2 separate regions of the Sus scrofa genome follow, and region 1 is linked to region 2. A link is a contact called in public Hi-C data. All regions are on one chromosome and are shown on one strand. The core of a region is the stretch at or near the end of the contact, and the rest is flanking DNA. Distances in the headings are between cores, read along the strand shown.

Region 1 (3,199 bases), core at 675-3,174, 160 kb before region 2:
AAATTAAACATTGTCACTGTCTGTTCCTTAATAGCTTACAAGCATTTTATATTCAGAGTCCCCAAGCTAGAGTTTGAAGAACTATCCCTTTAGTCTTTGACTGTGAAATAATCTCCATACCATTTTTCTTACTCCCTCTTCACAAACTATTTATAACCATGCTTAGACGCACAATGAACATAAACGGTGCATCAACATAAAAGAGCATTAAGGACAAGCAAAAAGGTGAGCCTGTATCATGCCTTGCTGAATAAAGGTGTCTTCCCAACAGCCTAGGAAAGACGGAGCCCAGAGGGAGCTAGCCAGGGCGTTCAGGGAACGGCCCGTGGGAAAGAGTGTTCCCTCAGGGAAGAGGGTGCATTTTAAAATATGAAGCATCAGCTAGAGAAGAGAGGATACAGTGGAACGATGAGAAGGGAGCATCTTCTTCATGTACCAAAGGCCCGAGTCTCCACTGAACAACAGGCTGGAGGGTAATGGGCGACAACAGCAGAGGTTCTCAAAGAGTGTTCCCCAGAACCAGGAGCATCAGCATCGCCGGGGAACCCGTTAGAAATGCAAATGCCCAGGCCCCGCTCCGGATCTGCTGAATCGGAAGCTCTGGATTGGGGGCAAAGCTGGTTGTGTTTAACAAGCTCTCCAGGGGATTCTGACCCCCCTGCTCCAGTCTGAGAACAAGAAAGGAAAACATGGCCAGATATTTCCTCCATTCTCTTACACGCTTCCCTGACACAGACACAAATGTGTGCATGTGCACACACACCTATGCAGCTGGGAACACCTGCACAGTGTTCAAAGAACAGGAAACCAGCCCTTATTGTCCCTTTTCTTGGAGCGTTTCTTTCTGTGTGCATTCTGAAGCAGGGACCGAATTTCCCCCCCTCCCCAATTAACGAGAACGAGGTTGGCAGCACGTTTGTATCACATTATATACTCTGTGTGTTTACCCTGTACTGCCTTTGATGCATTTGCATATAATCTTTCATAATTCAATTCATTTGTTCAAATCATGTCTTTTCACTTGCTTATTCAGATGGGAGAGTTCATTTTACAGATCACTGGGGCCTCCCAGTGGCAATCGTTGGTCATTTCAGGCTCAGATTTAATTTCCGGAAGCTTGGAGGGAAGGGTATCCGGTGGTGCTTAGCTTTTCACCCACTTGGTAGAAGCAAAAGATGGAATCACAGCACGCTTTTTATCTGACGCAGGTTGACTGGGCAGTCGAGCTGACGTTTCCGCAGATGCTGGCTTGGACTTCATGCATCGATCAGACTCCAGGTTCAGGTCCTTGCTGAGTGGCGATGTCAGGCAGCCGGCTTCCGGCTTCCGTTTCTGCAGATCCGTGTCAACCTCAACCAGGACTCTGTGCCACGAGACCCTCACGGAGAAGCTCCTCCTGCGAGTCCTCCTTCTCCATAACCCTGAGGTTTTTCTCCCTTGAGTGTCCCCTCCCGCCATCCTGCCTTTGAAGTTGTGACGGCCCCGGGGTTGCCACGTCCTGCGGGGAGTTGGGATACATGGATTCCCCCTCCTCCGGATTCTGGAACATTCCGTGTTCTGGCTCTTGTCTCTGTCCACCAGCGGCGATGGGCCCTCACGGGACAGCCCCTGCCAGCTGCTCTGTCCTGGCGTCACAGAAGCAGGCCGCCCCCGCTGATCACCTTACATCCCGTCACTGGTCCAGGCCTCCAGCCAGGGTGCGAGGCTTACTCAGCAGTGTCAGCCTCCCCGAAGTGAGGTGCCTGTCATCCGATGAGCCTCAGGCTGAAGGGCACCACAGGCCATTTCCACCTAGCCAAGCATTTTGCTGTAGAGACGCTGGTGTCCTTCCAGTGTCCTCAGCACGGCCCCTGTGCCCTCTGCTTGGGCTTCAGAAGGCCACGCGGCCTGAGTCAGTTCTGCTCTTGCCTTGAAAGGTTGCTGAAAGGTGCTTTCCTGGACCGGCTTAGTCGGTGCTGATGCAGTGAGCCTTGTCACCTAGGAACAGCCCTGTAAACACCAGCATCGCTGACAGATCGGGTGACGTTTTAAAGTTCAGCCCCGCCCCCTTGGCCTTTCCCTCGGAGAAGTCGCCTGAGGGCACCCCCTGCCCCCCCTGGATTCTGCCTGAGCTGGTTGAAGCTCACTACCTATCTTTAATTAAGCTAAGATGTGTCTGATATTCCTTGCAAAGAAAATTTTATTTAAGGCTTTGCTGGGTACATACATACATGTGTCAAATCATTCTCTCCTGACTTACTGTGAAAAGCAATTCACAAGGCAGAACATCTCAGCATTATCCCACTTCAGCCAACTCGTGCTCAGGAGGCAAATAAAGAAAACATGCACTCAACTGGATTGTTTCAAATTAGCTAGAATAAAAGTCAAGTTCAGGGTTTTCTGAACAGGGTTCAAAGGGGAAACTGGGCCCAGGGCAGTCCCTGAAAAGAGCACAGGCTTTGATGCCTTAGTGACCAAGGTCCCAACAGACACACGTGTGTAAGCTTGGAGAAGGTGAGCTCACTGAGCCTCAGTTTCCTCGTATGTACAATGGGCTGATACCTCCAAGGCATCAGAGGTACTCAGAGAGATGCTGTATGTGAAATAGGTAAAACAGAGCCCAAAACAGTGAGTATTCCATAAACGGAGTTATTTCAGCAAGGATTATTAGAAGCTACAATTCTCCAGCAAGTAGTTCGGAGAAGTCACCCTTGGCTCCTTTTAAAAAAACTGCGCACATGCTGTTCCTTCTGCCCAGAAAGGCTCCCTGTCTCCTCTCTCCAGCTCCTTTTCCAGCTACCTGTTTTCTCTCCAGGAAGTCCTCACTGGCCCCCTGGTGTGAATTAGGTTTCCTCCTGTCAGCACACCTAACATTACTCTGTAAATGGGTCTATATCCCCTGCCAAGCACTAACTTTAATGCCTCGGCTCATTTGCACTGAACTTGAAGCCTCCAGGAGGACTGGCCCATCTCCCTTGTTCACTGTGTGTCTACAGCCCCCGCTTGGCATTTTGTGGGATTCCAATAAATACTGAATGAATGACAGCCATTAGATAGCTTCCTAGAGAAGAAAAAAATACACCACCAGGAACATAAAAGGTAGCTGCATTAGCTATTTTTGCATTCTTAAAATTGCCTTTCAGCTTCCTTGAATTACCTTCAAAAAAAAATATGAAATCTGTTCCCAGCAGTTCTGGCACTTTGCTCCCCTCACCCTAAA
Region 2 (3,050 bases), core at 313-2,812:
CTAAAAAAAAAAAAGAAAAATAGCAAGTGTTGGCAAAGATTTGAAGAAAAGGGAACACTTGTACACTATTGGTGGGAATGTAAACTGGTGCAGCCACTGTGGAAAACACGACAGAGACTTCCTCAAAGAATTAAAAATAGAGCCACCATATGATCCAACAATTCCACTCTTGGATATTTATCCTAAGAAAATGGAAACACTAATTTTATTTTATTTTTTTTATTTTTATTTTTATTTTTTGCCATTTCTTGGGCCGCTCCCATGGCATATGGAGGTTCCCAGGCTAGGGGTCGAATCGGAGCTGTAGCCACTGGCCTACGCCTGAGCCACAGCAATGCGGGATCCGAGCCGCGTCTGCAACCTACACCACAGCTCACGGCAACACTGGATCATTAACCCACTGGGACTGAACCCGCAACCTCATGGTTCCCAGTCGGATTCGTTAACCACTGCACCACGACGGGAACTCCAAAACACTAATATTAAAAGACACATGCACCCCTATGTTCATTGCAGTATTATTCACAATAGCCAAGACATGGAAACAACCCAAATGTCCACTGATGAGTAAAGAAGATGTTATATACACGCACACACATTTCAGCCATAAAGAAGGAATGAAATCTTTCCATTTGTGCCAACATGGATAAACCTTGAGGACATTATACTAAGTAAAATAAGTCAGATGGAAAAAGATAATGATCATATGATCTCACTTACATGTGGAATCTAGACACACACAAAAGAGCCAGGCTGATGGACACACAGAAGAGACTGGTGAGGAGTCTGAGGGGTGGGGTGGGCTGTGGGCAATGGATGACAGGGGTCAAAAAAACTCCGAAGGGTGAGGGAGAGGTGGGGAAAGCAGTTCTGCTGCTTTCAGTGACCAGGGATGGATGGCTTGACTCACTTTAACGTTCCATTTCTTCGAAACCTCCTGGTCCCTCCAAGGAGAACATACTTACCACCAATTCCTATATTTTTACCAGTTTCATTTGAAGACTCATACATCTCATACTTAAGTCGTTCACTGGTTTTAAAAACACTGTCAAAACCTCTTCCTGATCCTGTCTGCACAGCATATAAACAACCTCATGGCTACCCCGGCAGCTCAGGGAGATATTTCCCCTAAATATCCAGAAAAGCCTACCACCACATCTCAGCCGACTCCTTAGTAGATTTAGAACATGCAGACGATCATAGGATTACAAGCATTATTACAAAATAAGCCCTATCACCTCTCCTTGCTGACAAAAATAGACTGGAACTCTGGAAAGGAAAGCTTGCCCTTCATCCAAGAATCTCAACTGATTGTGAGCTGCTGCACCATGAATTTACCAGGACTCAGCATGACTCTGTGTTCATTCTAAGTTAACACATCATCAATTCTTCAAAACTCAGCTGTTGCTGGCATATCATCTTCCAAAGACAGTAAATAAATTGCGACATACATTCTAAACACCAAATAATTCCGTCCTGATGTACAACGCAGAACCATGTGACAATACCACGAGCCGCCACTTCTTTAGGGAACCGCTGTTCCCACAGATGCCAGGAAGGGTCATCAGCCAGCAGTGCTCAAGCACCAGGCACACTCAATAGACGTGATGTCAAGTTTACTCCACACACAGACTGTGGCATTATTACACCCATTTCACAGATGTGGAAACGGAGGTTCCGGGTTTCAATAACTTGCCCAAAGTCACCAGTGAAGGAGCAGCATCTGAGTTCCACCCCCAGCTTAATTCCAAAGCCTCCTTAGAGAACAGAACATACAATTCGCATTACCTTTAAAGATCACGCATGAGATCGCAAAGGCAGCTGTTATAGGCTACGTTTCCAGACACAGAGGGGAGGCCCTCTTCCGCCCCCTTTCCGGAGGCTGGGTCTCCTTTCTCGTCCCACCTTGAACTCCCTGCACTCCTGCGTTATCCCAAGTGTTGCTCCCCCCCGCCCCAACCCCACTGGGCAGCTGAAGCCAATGGGAAAGTGGAGAGGCACCGAACTGCCAGCCAGGAAACTGGCTCAGGCCCCGCTCTCTTCCTATTTGCCCGACCTCCCTGGGTTTTTTGTTGTAAAGTAAGAGCCTGTGCTAGGTTCATAGTTTCCCCATGTCTCTCCAGGAGCCTAAATAAAAGATAACCTGACTTTCCTGCGAGCATGACCTCAGCGGTCTCCTAGCCTAAAGTACGATGGTTTGCAGTGAAATTTTTTTTTTTTCTTTTTTGCTATTTCTTTGGGCTGCTCCCGCGGCATATGGAGGTTCCCAGGCTAGGGGTCGAATCGGAGCTGCAGCCCCTTTCCTGCGCCAGAGCCACAGCGACGCAGGATCCGAGCCGCATCTGCAACCTACACCACAGCTCACGGCAACGCCAGATCGTTAACCCACTGAGCAAGGGCAGGGACCGAACCCTCAACCTCACGGTTCCTAGTCGGGTTCGTTAACCACTGCGCCGCCACGACGGGAACTCCTGCAGTGAATTCTTTCATGAAGCCTTTCTTAACGGCTCACACCAGCCCACCGTGACCTCCTCCTCTTCTGAATTCATGGCCCAACACTTGCCATATAAAAGGCTGTCCTGACACGCACAGGGCCCAGGGCGAGAACGCCAGGGACACCCACATACCATTTTTCTATATCCGTAAAAGTTATAAATCAAACTAATGAGCCGTCATATAAAACATGTTCTATCTTTCAGGGCGACAAATAAATCTTCATGATGCACTGGGAGTCCGGGCTCAAATTTAGACTCCTCGGAGCTCTTGGAGATCTGCTCGGGGAAGGGACAGTGCAGAGAGGGCCCCTCTTGGTCAGGATTCTGGCCCACAGCGCCCCCCTTTCCTTTCCAACTTGGCTCTGCTCCCACCAAGAAGGAGAACTGCATGCTTCTGGGTGTGGACACAGCGGCACCCACCCACACCCACAGCCACACATACACAGAGCAGTCTCTTGCCCACTGCTGGGTCCTGCCATGTTTGTTCATTCCCTGGAGAACAAACTGGGAAAACAAACACATTCAGACCCTACCAGTTGGCTCAGAACTGTTGCA

What was found. A called contact is a pair of places that touch in the nucleus more often than the background predicts.
Region 1: a contact with region 2 is called in a Hi-C map of skeletal muscle, with 2.9 times the contacts expected there. The contact joins two enhancer-like sites. A contact is called at or near these places in 1 of 47 Hi-C or Micro-C datasets (skeletal muscle) and 1 of 2 datasets of contacts at active chromatin or transcription factors (skeletal muscle).

What each region holds. Positions count from the first base shown.
Region 1 is chr11:71,197,661-71,200,859 of Sscrofa11.1, reverse strand. It overlaps LOC102165734 (putative methyltransferase-like protein 21E pseudogene), which reads right to left. Exons shown (of 5, transcript XM_021065901.1): 5 at 1-3,199. Among named protein-coding and RNA genes, the nearest start is that of ERCC5, 57 kb to the right of the region's middle. Within about 2 kb of position 1,924, at least 11 of the 83 cell types and tissues checked have an H3K27ac peak or open chromatin away from gene starts, as enhancers often do. A contact at or near this core is called in skeletal muscle, where this site is marked.
Region 2 is chr11:71,038,248-71,041,297 of Sscrofa11.1, reverse strand. No RefSeq gene overlaps it. Among named protein-coding and RNA genes, the nearest start is that of METTL21C, 18 kb to the right of the region's middle. Within about 2 kb of position 1,562, at least 3 of the 83 cell types and tissues checked have an H3K27ac peak or open chromatin away from gene starts, as enhancers often do. A contact at or near this core is called in skeletal muscle, where this site is marked.